Linked DNA regions of Gossypium hirsutum: region 1 is linked to region 2. The links are chromatin contacts, called in public Hi-C maps. All regions are on one chromosome and are shown on one strand. The core of a region is the stretch at or near the end of the contact, and the rest is flanking DNA. Distances in the headings are between cores, read along the strand shown.

What was found. A called contact is a pair of places that touch in the nucleus more often than the background predicts.
Region 1: a Hi-C map of leaf shows a contact between it and region 2, with 1.8 times the contacts expected there. The contact joins the promoter of LOC107886476 here to the promoter of LOC107886526 in region 2. A contact is called at or near these places in 2 of 34 Hi-C or Micro-C datasets (callus and leaf).

The regions. Positions count from the first base shown.
Region 1 is chrA03:96,568,855-96,575,974 of Gossypium_hirsutum_v2.1, reverse strand. It overlaps LOC107886476, which reads right to left and starts at 4,509. Exons shown (of 15, transcript XM_016810447.2): 1 at 3,782-4,509; 2 at 2,737-2,895; 3 at 2,495-2,606; 4 at 2,248-2,385; 5 at 1,436-1,540; 6 at 685-768; 7 at 331-446; 8 at 95-196; 9 at 1-3. The coding sequence starts at 2,756.
Region 2 is chrA03:96,259,501-96,265,821 of Gossypium_hirsutum_v2.1, reverse strand. LOC107886526 (alpha-L-fucosidase 3) reads right to left here and starts at 3,776. Exons shown (of 5, transcript XM_016810519.2): 1 at 3,325-3,776; 2 at 2,162-2,371; 3 at 1,908-2,077; 4 at 1,534-1,804; 5 at 1,014-1,418. The coding sequence starts at 3,577. The coding sequence ends at 1,159.

The sequences.
Region 1 (7,120 bases), core at 3,260-5,759, 310 kb before region 2:
TATCTGAAAAGTGAAATAAGTAGAAACTACTTTTAAAAAAATTTCATTTTAAAGGAAACAGGTTAAACAAACAATTTGTTTGTCCAAGACTAACTCTTCTGCATTGAAATGCTCAACCCCCAAGTCCTCATCCCAGATGAATATGTAGTCATATGGAGCCACGATATCAGGGTGCAAAAACCTCTTGGCATACCACCTAGGTAAAAATAAAGTAAAAATTTATACCAGTTAAATCTTTAAAATCATTAAACAATCCAATAATAACCAGTCATTGCATCCAATCCTGCCAGCAAAAGGACTTGAATTTGAAAATCTAAATTAAGTACTTACCATTTAGTCTGCCTCCGAACACTCACATGTATTGCCTGCTTTGACCACTCAAACTCATCCCATTCAGTTGTTTGACCATCGTAATGAAAGAGAAGGATGGTAAAATTCCCTGAAAACTGTTGGAAGCACATTTAGTCACAACATGCAATGTGCACCACACAATCACATAAGCATCAGAAAATGCCATCCCCACCTAAGCATCCTACCTATCTTCCAGAAATGACTCCAAGAAGATGTGCATGAGGATGCATGTTCACACAGGCACTCAGGCACAAACTCAATCATACTTAATGCAGACAGATTCATAGGTGCACACCCACAGACACACACACAAATATATAAAGACAATGATACCTTTTTAACTGCAGCATCAATATTCTTTCGTTGATTATAGCCAACAGTAAATGTGACAAGATACTTTGGAGTGCTGGTCAAGTCCTGCAGATGCCAATACTGTCAAAACCGAAACCCGAGGAAAAGAAAAGGCCACAGTATGTTTTATTCTTATCATATTTAGTTCTTCGTTAAATCTATGGACTGGTACAAATAATAATGGTTTTTATCAAGTGAATGGAGATTAACAATGCAAACAACCTCTCAGACACTAAAATCTGCATTTCTGAGATCCTGAAATGTATTAGGCATTTGAAAAGGTTTTATGCTTTAGGAACAAAAGATGCAGATATTATTTCACCCTATAGCACCGAAACTCTTGCTTCCTTGACGTTAATTAACTAATCCCCTTTTCCTTCTTTCCAGGCTCGATGAGAGTGAGTTATTTCATATATCCAGGTTCACTGGCTATTGGCTAAGATACCAAAATACATCACTACTATTCCCCTCCGCCACCCCAACCCCACCCCTTCCCTTTATTATGTATCAAACATTCAACAATTCCACATTTATTCAGTTGTTTCAGTTAGAATTTAGCAGACACCCGGTAGGTTTTGTAATAAGAGATGTTTCCAAAAGTTTTAGAAGTGATATATCATTTCTAAAACTTATTCGGTCTAAACCAAAGCAATTTATCTTTACAGACCAGAGATAAACTTATTCATGTGTGCATTAGAAAGTTGAAAGGAATTCAGGGTTCAAGTAAACACACCTCATTCGGCTTGCCCCACAATCTGCGTAAGTATAAGTCTGATTCAGCTTTAACAATTCCAGGTGGTAGTCTTTCTGCACCTCGAGGATTTGATGGGACCCAAATCTGCATCAGTCATAAAGGAAGCATAAGAACTTGGCATATTAGAGTAGCACTATATAATTCGGGTCCTACAAAATCATCAAACATAAAAATCACATCATTTAGGAACATGGTGATAGTAAGAGATGAATCCAATGATGCATCTGGTTATGCGAGAAATTGCATATAAATATAGATGAAAAATGCAAATGTTCATTCAAGTATTGAAACATGCTGGGCTAAGAACAAGCAATAGGTGCCAATTTTTTTTTCAAAATAGTGTTCATTCAGTTTTCGAATGGATGTATTCTAGAGGTAAACCAAGGCATATATGTATTACCATGAGAACTATCAGGTTTATTTTTGCATGAAATGGAACAGAAAATGCTCCTACATTCAGGAGCTTGAATGGCATGTGAACCACACTATCCTTGTTTCCCCGAGGAAAAACTCCCACTCCCTCTTTAAAACTTCAAAGAATACAAAATGTCATGAAAAAAACTATCCAATGAATTCTACTGTCCCCTCAAATACCAAAACTTTGGTAAACAGGTAATACCAGAAAAGACCAGTCAGGTATTGAAACTTTACAGGACGATAATCTCCCGAAGATACCTGAAAACTGCTGTGAAAAACTATCCAGAACCTTATTCCACAAATTTTATTTACTAACGTTAAACATTAAGAGATTTGGTTCAATGAACCTGTATCTCCAGATCCAGTAAAAATACCTTCTTTGATGTGGCATTAGCAGAGCTTCTATTATTATCAATCGGATGCTGCAAAGGAGTTGAGCCTGAGGGGACTGAGTTGGTATATTCAGTGTATTTGATATCAATGGTCGTAAGAATGCCAGATGATATATTGAACTGCCAAATTCAGACAGCACAAAAGTTCCATTACGCAGATGAGAAAGATCATTATTGCTAGATGCATAATAATGAAAATAAAATTAAAAGGGGGAAATGGTTTGCCTACCTTTGTTAATGACAATTTTGGGAAAGATAATCCAATTAAGAAGCCAAAAACTACTCCAACAAATGTTGTCACAATAAGCCTCATGCTCTCATTTGGCTTTCTACTAACCGTACTGCAGTCACCAAGATGGAATAAAAGTTAAATAACTTCCACATCTAAGTAACCTTTTCTATAGATATACACAATAAGACACAATATAAACTTTATTCTTTTTAATTAAAAGGGCGCCATAAGTCATGCACCTGCGTGTAAAGATCCCCATTCTATTTAAAAATTCGTCTGAATTGTATATTCACAACAAACTATGGGCAATTCAGATTGCAAGAGGCTTTGAGCATTAATTAGCAGGCATTCAGTTGCCCATTCTCCATGAAACAAAGAGAGACCCTCAGCAAAAGGACCTGAATAACAAATTTTATTATTAAAACTAAAATGATGAAGCAAAACAATAGTTACAGTTAAAAGAAACCAAGATGCACACCAACAAGAACTGAGATTCAAACAGCAACTTCATGGGAATGGCACCTAATTCCAAGCTGATATCCTAGTTGAATCAATTTTACCAGTTTATGCAGACAGGAAAAGACAAGCTAATTACTCCGGCCTTTAACACTTAACCCAAGGATCTTATTATATTGTAAAAAGATGTAAGAATCCCCATAAGAAGCGTCTAAGAACCTCTTCCACATAACGCAACAAAGTAAGCAACCATGTGCTATCCCCTGGACAAAAGATCACGGTCGCCGGACAATCACAAAACCAGAGAAATTCCTATCATAAATTCTATTAACTCCATAATCAAGTAGACATGTGTCTTTCCCTTCTTTTCTTTTTTAACTAATATCCGACAATTGTAGAATTAAAAAACTGCAATACCGAGATTTTATTTTATTTTAGTTAATAGCATAACCTTGCGTTGCTTAGGTTGAAATATAATACTGAACAAAATGACCAAAAACATAAACCTGACCTCAAAGTTTGCTTAAAATCAGGTTTTATTCCTTTAAAAATCTCAGATTCAACTCCTTTCCTATTACTTTTTTTTGGTCCAATAAATTTCAAACAATAAATAAAATTTATTAACCAGATAAAAAAGAAAAGAAAGTAAGTAAGTACGAGCAAAAAATGGATACACTAAAATAACGAATCAAAGATTCAAAATCTAATTAGAAAGGTTTAAAATAATTGAATGATTATATAGGCTGCAGGTGAGACGATGAATTTCCTCGAGAAACAAACGGAAAACTAAGCTAAATGAAAGAAAAGAAACTACAAATATTTACTTACCTGAATGGAAAGATAATTGAGAACAACTGAAAAGGATCTGATGGAAACTGAAACTGTATTTAAAATGGCTCTAAATCACGAGAAAAATCACCTTCTCCTCTTTAACTGAAAATATGCAAGAAATAAGTTTATGCTTCTCTCTCGAGAATTGAGAGAACGAACTTCTTGATTGCCTTACTAACAGAAAAAAAAATATAGAAAACTTGAAGGAAAAAAGACCTGAAACTGAACGATGAATTTCAGTTTCCCCAAAAAAAAAAAGAAAAGAATTCTATCCTTTTTTTCTGTACTACTTTTTGGTAGAAGAAAAGAAATCGTAAAATTTTAAAAAATCTGGGGAAAGAAACAGAGAAAATGAAGGAAAAAGAGAGAAGATATTAGAAAAATGTTTCTACTGTTTCTAAGTTTTGATGAGCAGAGATTGAAATTAGAATTTGGGTTCTTATTTTTTTCGCTATATAAATATTTAAAAGAAAAATGTAGTTAATATGCAAATAGTACCCTGGAACAAAGTTAAACATATATATTAGATGAATGGATGAATGGGTGAATGGACAGGTGCAATGGGGGAGGTTTTGACATTCAAATTGCCAGCCCCCAACTGAAACTTCCTAGATTTCCTGCCAACTAATTTTCTTAACCGTCTTAAATTTACTCTTCTCATTTTTGTTTTGGGTGTAGGTGTAATCGGATAAAAGCGTGTGAAGGAACAAATGAAAAAAAGTTACGCATGTGCCTTTCCTTTGCCTTTATATAAAATAAATAAATCAAAAAATATAATTCATGTTCAATTTTTTAATCAATAAAAGCACTTTATTAAAGTTTTTTAAATGGTAAATATTACTTTAAGTATTGCCTTTACGCACCCATCAACCGGACTCTTAAATCAAATTTGAAATTTCATTCCGTTTTTTATTAGACTTAAATCTAGAGCTATAAATGAATAGCGCCTTTTTTTTTTTAATTTTCATAGGTCTCGATTATGAAAATAGTAAATAATAAATAAATTCCAAAGAAAAACAAAATAAAAGCAATTTATTGAAGTTTTTAAATGGTAAATAATAAATAACAAATAAATTCTAAAAATATATATGCGTATAATAAAATTTAAACTCAAAACACCAAATAAACACTCTCTTTTACTACTGATTGAATCACTGATGTCATAGAAAATAATTTATTTTTGTTGAGTAACTTTCCATTGTGTCTCATTAAAAGGGATAATCGAATATTTATATACATGATTATTGTTTGTGGAATTGATGTTCTTAGTAGACTTTATGCATGTACAACACATGTACTATTTTAGGCTACTTGCTAGACTTCGTGTCCCCCATATACGAACTCGGATATATGCGATTTGAGACAGCGAGTTCCCTTGTGAGCTCCCCCTGTGAACTTTCAGGTCGCGGGTTGGCGACCTAGACCTTATCTAATTCTTAGGTTGGTGATTATAAGTACATAACAATCTAATCATCCCTATTGGGTTTAAAGAAGGCTATAAAGTGGCACTCCTTAGAGCCATCACTTCCCATTTATATAGCCTTGCTGAGTACGCAGCAACTACTGGGACATGACGTTAACTTTTCCACGTGTACGAATAGATCGCGTCTGTTTGTATCTGACCATTGGTGTTTCTCGGTCATTTGAACTGTCAAAACACAGGGAAGAGAAACTTATTTAAAAGAGGTTTTTGGAAACCCTAAACTCACAATCTTAACATTTCCTACAAATAGGCTTGATTGAGATTTTCTTCAAGGTAACATCTTCTTTCCTTTTCTTTTCTTTCTACATAAAAAAAACATGTCGAAAATGAGGAGTGCTGATGGTCGAATAATTCTCTGTTGTCCACCGCGAGAGTGTGCTTCAAAGGTCATTATAGAAGCCAATTTCTTCATCTGTGCTACAAAAATATGAAGAAATAGGTCGAGTTTTGAGTGCACGGGAGATTCAAATCCCCAATTTTACTTGCAAATTTTCCATCCCTAAGAGGCTTCACAGGCTCAGTGATACTAGTGATGATAGCTTTCTGCTCCTCCTCCATGCTCTAGAAGTAAAGTTCCACTTGCCCTTGTATCCGTTCTTCTGTCATCTTCTTCAAGATTACCAGATTGCTCTTCGTTAACTCTGTGGGTTCTCTTGGTGGACCACAATGGCTTATTTTATTGATTACTGCCAACATAACAAAGCACCATGGCTCGTGGTGTTCCGAAGCTTATATCTATTAAAGGCCCAAAACCGAGGGAACTCATTGGGCTTTTACAATTTTTCCCCTTATGATAAAGGTGAGACCATAATTACGAACAAATGTGCTAATCTTTAGCTGAACTGGAGAAAATATATTAGGGTGAGATGTAGGCTCACAGACGGGTTTAGTTTTCCTACAGAGTGGTTCGCATCTAATAAGGACACGTGTTCATTCAGGCGAACTGTAAAGACAAATGGTAGTTCAGCCCAGTTGTAAAGGCTTCGTGCTAGCAATTTCCTATTATTGAAGATCTTATAACCGTGAGAAACGTATTTCAATTCTGTTTAGAGGACTTTAGCCTCGATAGATATAGGCGAGGTGACAACAGAGAAGTTTCTGAAGCTTTAGGTGCAGACCTTGAAAGACAGACATGGCCCTATGTAGCAAATGACACCAATGATGACTTGGGTCTAATTCTAACAAGATTTAAAAAGGAAACCAAGAACTTCTTTTACAGTTACTATAGGATAAGGCCTCGCCCCTAGATTCTGGTGATCTCCTCGCAAGTAGAAAGCGATACTAATATTAATTTGATAATTGATCCTTTTGATACTGGGATTGTTGGTGGTATAGGTACAACTCGTAGTTCAGAAGACGCCTCTGAGGAAACTACCAATATATCATGAGAAATTAACAAAGTTATGGACCTATGAGCTGTTCTAAGGGACATGCGCAAGAAGCACAGGATCTTCTTTAGGTTCACCTCTATTTTCTTTTCTGAAATCATGAAACCTAAGAATCTGTCAGCTCACATGTCGAACGCACACTTTTTAGGATTTAATTTCATCTTATGGGCCCTCAAAACTACGAACGCTTTTGACAAGCTCCACACATGCTCCTTCATAAATCCACTTTTCACCAACATGTCATCTATACATACCTTAAGTTTGTGCCTTATTTGGTTTCTAAAAATCCTGTACACTAATCTTTGATAAGTTGCTCCCATGTTCTTGAGACTAAAAGGTACAACTCGATAGTAGAAAAACTCTTCTTTAGTGATGAAATTTGCTTTTCTTGGTCACCCTGATCCAACAAAATCTAGTTATAACCTAAGAAAGTGTCCAAGAAGTTCATGAACCTATGACCTACAA
Region 2 (6,321 bases), core at 2,527-5,026:
ACAGGGTGACCTGATCACACCTGAACAAAAAAGATTGGTGGAGACAAGTCGATCCCTGTTTTTCAAAATAAAAATGGTTTCGACAAGGGCCTTGGGCAGTTTTGTTTTAGGGATTTTTGGTTAGGAAGGTGTTTAATTTGGGCTTTATGAGTTTTGTTATTGATTTATGTTTTGGTGCTATCTTTTTAATATTAAGCAATCCAACATTTTTCTTGAAAAAAATATTACTTATTTGTAAAATTAAATTGGAATATATAAATTTTATTTTAAATATTAGAATAAAACAATTACAAATTTAAATATATAATCTATATATTTGAAATAAATTTTAATAGGAGAATAATTTTATATTTAATATAAATATTACATAAAATACTTTAAATTATAGATAAGGGTTAAAAATGTCATTTAACCTCAAAAGCACTTTTCCCAACCACAAAAATCAGAAAAAATTTGTTTTTGCATTTGGGTTCAAAAATATTTTTAACTTCAAAATTTGTATATTTAGCATCACTTATAGCTCTAAATGTGCTTTTGAGGTTAAAAGTACTTTTCAAAAGTAATACTACCGAATTGAAATTTGATTATAAACCTTTGCTTGTTGTGTTGGTAACATAATCAAACCTTGAACGGACAAACAATTCCATCCTTTTGTAGTTAGGGCACTCAACTCTCTCTCTCTTTATATTATTGAAATTAGGCTATCCATCATTAATTATGGTGACTAATTCCTTAAGTAAAAATAAAAATAAAAATAGTACACTTTAATATGGGATTAGGTATTTATAATTTTAATAGAAAAATACATTTAAAAGAAGTGGAACATTATTTGGTAAAATATAAGCTTAATCTATAAAGTTTCATGCCATTAGGAAATGAATTTTAAAAGGTAGTCGATATTTAATTTAGTAAAAATAATTAAGGAAAAATTTACTTTAATAATTAAGTTAATCATTTAATGCCATAAAGAAATAAACAAAAAAAACTAATTAAATTTTAATTGAAAGATCAAATTATACCAAGCTTATCATTTTATAATCCATAATCAAACTAAAGAGATCCCAACTTAAGAATGACATAGAACTTGCTTAATCCATAAAAAAAGGAACAAAAATAGACAACTAAAAATCTAAAAAGACTTGCGTTCCCCTTCCTAGCTTAATTCCTATAGCAAGCCATGTTTAATGCCGTTGGAGGGTCTGAAAGTGAACCATTAACAATACGTTCAAATATGTACTTATTAGCAGCTTCAGTGAAATGAACCCCGTCCCAGTTTACGTAAGTCCAAGGATCTTTGCAAGGAGCTCCCACCAACACTTCTTTCCCATGTTTGTTAACCTTTGCTCCACACCCCAAGTTCTTGTTATAATTGTACTTCCCACCATGGCCACAGCATGTTCTAAGAGGGTGCTTGAACCCTGAAATTTTTTCATATCAATCCAATCCAATTGTCAAATCCAGAACCTTCTATGAATACTTCAACCCTGTATTTGTTATGAAGTTTTTAGTTGTTTCATAAAGGGACTCACTCACCATGCTTGCTACCTTGGCTAATTAGGGAGTATTTCACTGAGTAGACATCAACGTAAGTGATTGCAGCATGGGGCAAATTTTTGCGTAACTGTTCCACAATCTTTTTCAATCCACGGTTGAAAAACTGAGCAACTTCATTGAATGGAGAGGCGCATCCATAGTCATCAATTTGACCTGCTAAGACCGGGATACGCTCCATTACATATGGTAAACACCCAACAGGACCTGTATTGTGTATCCAAAAGTATCTCCCTCCTTGGTTATATATATACTGCACAATTTCAGGTTTCAAAGTAATAATCAATGCTAAGTTATATTCAAACATTTGATTCAACGATTAGTGATTAATCGAATATTAGGTTAGCTTTACTGGCCTGAATTATTGTCTGGAACTGATTAAGCACATCGGGAACATAGGCTTTAACTTCATCAGTAGACATGTTTGAGAAGTAACCAGCAGTGAGATCATTTTGGCCGATGTCAAAGGTGTATAAGGCATTTGAGAAGTGTTCTTTCTTTGGCATTAAGATTTCAAAAACCCCACCTGCACAACAGGAGAAATTGGGTGTGTGTTTTCTTGCAGAAATTGAGAAATAAGTTAAATGAAATGTAGTACTTAAAAGATGACCTCTTTTACGTACAACTTGTGTCCTTGCATGGAAATCATTGAACTCGTAAAATTGAACGTTCAAGGAGATAGGGCTGAAACCGCTTTGTTGCAGAGTTGTGTTTTGAGGTCTAATGGTGGATCCAGCAGTGGCAAAGTTAGCTCCATGGCTAAAGTTAGTCCCCACAGAGTCAAGAAATGCACTTAGGTATGGCAACCCAAGGCTCTCGGCTGAAAAAGGAATTAAGATCAAAACCCCTTAGGTGTTTTCTTGGTTTGATATTTTCAAGTTTTATCTGTTATCAATCATAATCAAAGAGAAAAAGGCAATATTCTTCACGGATTACAATAATTGAAATCGAAACAGGACAACAAAGACCCATGCTCCCAAACCCACTTCTTTTTATCTGCTTGTATTTGATAAGATCCAATTTGCGCGTGCTACACCTTTTTATGGAGATAGGAGTCTGAGAAATGGGACCAGGGAGGGACATCTCAGACAGGGACATTAATGGTTGTTTTAGACGGTAAAACTAGTTTACTTTCGCTAAGCATCGGTGGATGCCAATAATTTTATGATGAACTATATACTAATAGAATCATTCTCTCACTCAATTGGATCATTAATATTCCCGGATTAGATCTGTGGGTATCAATTTCTTTTTAGTAAAAAAAGAAGCTAATTATAACTGGTCATGACTAAATTAGTAATAGTCACCGATGTTTTTTTTAAGAGACCCTGAACAATTTGATTAGGAGAATACTCATAAATTTTCAGACTAATAGGATTATTCTTGTTTAACTTTATCAAAAAATTTGTAATCGCTTATCGTGAGTATCAATTTAAAAATCATTAGATAAAGATTTTTGGTAACAAACATCAGTAATTAATTCCTCTGAAGAAAGGACAATTATGAGGAATAATCACAGATAATGCTGACTAATATGATCGATGAATGATAAAGTAAAATATATGCAGCTAAAACAATCTTTGATATCGTGGTTTCATGATTTAACCCAAATATATTGAAAAATGACCCCAGAAAACTTAAAACAAGTTCAGGGTAATATCAAACAATCTTCAACGTTTAGACTGCAGTCATGCAATTTCTGATAGATTTTGACATTTTTGTGTTATGGGGAAAGTATCAGAATTTAGTAAGGTGGGGGTGTAAAAAGAGTACCTATGAAGTCGATCAAAAGGCGACCATCGGTGTAGCGGCCAGCGGGGCCGCCAAAATAAGAGAACCCATTGGGAGGAGGAGCTTGGCCAAATGCTGCTGACAAGCCTCCAGTGTCGGAGTTTGAGTCACCAAAGTTGAATATTGCATGGAATCGACATGGCTTTCTGGCGAGCACCAACGACACTGGTGCAAGGTTAGTTAAGGAGATAGCAAAGATCGTGATAACAAAAATGGAAGATAGACCAAAGGCCATGGAGGAGGGAGAAAGTAAGAGTTATCCAAAACTGCTGTAAGGGAGAGTTTAAGAATGCAAGTCAGGAGAAACTCAGTGAAGAGTTGATGTCTACTTATAAAAGTTTAACAGCTTGGGATCAACTATGATTTTGTTACATTTGTTACGATTTTCCTTTCTTCACCAAATATTTTACTGATTTCATAATCTCTTAAAATTTGACTTACATGTATAATTTTTTTATACAGACTTATATGGATAACTAATCTTTAAATTATATAACCTTTTCCAATTTTTCACTTACACTAGTAACTTTTTTTTTTATCAACATAGTACGAATTAATAAGAACATCACAGGTGTTGCATTCGTATTTGTTAAGAAATGGCTTAAAATTGGTAGTGGATTGTTGTTGTTGGTAGTGGGTTGTTGGTGGTAGTGGATTAGTGGATGGTTGTTGGTGTCCATTTTCAACCACAAATCTTTGCCAAAGTTTTGGACAATTATGTCCTTGAACTCTCTTATAAATAGAGAGGTTCATTAGCCATATTGATCATCCCAAACCAAGAGAGAGCAAAGCTTGTTCTTTGAAAGCTAGGATTTTAGCTTTCGGGTTTTCTATAGGGGTTGAGAGTTGTGAGGTTCTCGGGTTGTGTCTTGAGTGTAAAACACTTGTAATCTTCATCTTGTTATAATGAAATTTCTTTTCGCCTCTGCCCGTGGACGTAGGCATTAAAGCCGAACCACGTAAATCCTTGTGTTCACTTTATTTTTCGTTCCGGTCAATTTACTTGTAGTCATATCGGAGTTCTCGAATCGATCCTTTACGCAACAAATTGGTACCAGAGCGTAGTTGAAGGAGTGATAATATTTTCTGAATTGCCCTGTGACTGCAGCTTTGTCTGATCTTTCACATCAGGAAGAAAATATTATCATTCATTCAAAGGTTCCAAATTATGGCTACAAGTGTTTCATCGACTAAGTATGATGTCGAGAAATTTACCGGGAAAAATAGTTTCAGTTTATGGCGCATCAAGATGCGGGCAGTGCTGGTTCAACAAGGATTGCTAAAAGCATTGTCTGGTAAAGATAAATTACCAAGCACGCTTTCGGAAGAGCAAAAGGATGACATGCTAGAAAGAGCACATAGTGCTATTCTGCTATGTCTAGGAGATGAAGTGCTACGAGAAGTAGCGGATGAGAAAACCGCGTCCGGTTTGTGGCTCCGGTTAGAGAGCAAGTACATGACGAAGTCATTGACGAACCGGCTCTACCTCAAGCAAAGACTCTATGCCCTGAAGATGGAGGAAGGTACACCTGTTTCCCAGCACCTGGATAAATTCAATTCCATTATCATGGATTTGAATAATATCGATAACAAAATCGATGATGAGGACCAAGCAATAATTGTTTTGTGTTCTTTGCCTCCCTCGTATGAGAATTTTGTTGATACAATGATGTACGGTCGTGATGACCTGACTCTAGAGGAGGTGAAAAATGCCTTAAGTTCCAGTGAGTTGAGGAAGAAAATCACTGGTAAGGTGGTCGAAAACAATGAAGGCGAAGGCTTGGTTGCTCGAGGAAGATCCAAGGCAAAGGGTGGAAGTTCAAGTAAAAGCCATCCTAGATCGCAGTCCAAGAAGAGAATACAGTGCTACTACTGTAAGAAGTACGGGCACATGAAGGTAGATTGTCCGAAAAGGAAGGAGAAATCAGAATCACAGGAGCAACAAAATGATCGTGCGAATGTAGCTGATGCAGATTCTTCAAGTGATGCCGAGATCGTTCTTGCAGTATCCGACTCTTACGCTGGTGGGAGATGGATTCTTGATACGGGAGCTACATTTCATATAAGTACTTCGAAAGATGCATTCTCAACATACGAGAAGCATTCTGGTTCAGTACTAATGGGAAATGACCATGCATGTCAAGTCATGGGGATTGGCACAGTTCGTATAAAGATGTTTGACGGTATTGTTAGAACTCTAACTGATGTTCGGCACATTCCAGAAATGAAGAAAAATTTGATCTCTTTGAGTACGTTGGACAAGAAAGGCTTTCGGTACTCTGCTGAAGGTGGAGTTCTCAAGGTATTCTCGGGTGCTTTGACTGTGATACGTGGTAATTTGGAGCGGGGCCTTTACTTCCTCGATGGTTCCTCGGTTACAGGTGTTGCGGGAGTGTCATCATCAGATGATCTAGATTCTGACACCACGAAGTTATGGCATATGCGGCTCGGGCATATGAGCGAGAGAGGCTTATCGGTGCTAAGCAAACGAGGATTATTGTCTGGGCAGTGTACAGGAAAGTTGAATTTCTGTGAGCACTGCGTCTTCGGTAAGCAGACTCGGGTAAAGTTCAGCACTGGGATTCACAAGACAAAAGGCACAGTGGATTACTTCCATTCTGACCTTTGGGGGCCTTCTCCGACAATTTCTAAAGGTGGTTACAGATATCTGCTTACCTTTATCGATGATTACTCGAGAAAGGTTTGGGTGTATTTTCTGAAGAGCAAGTATGAGGTTCTCATCAACTTCAAGCAATTTAAAGCTTTGATCGAAAATCAAACAGGAAAGAAGATCAAGCGATTCCGGACGGATAATGGCTTGGAGTTTTGCTCAGGTGAATTCAATGAGTTCTGCAAAAATGAAGGAATAGTGAGACACCGCACTGTTCGTCGAACACCACAACAAAATGGAGTTGCAGAACGCATGAATAGAACTCTCTTGGAGCGAGCTCGTTGCATGCGATCAAATGCTGGGCTCGG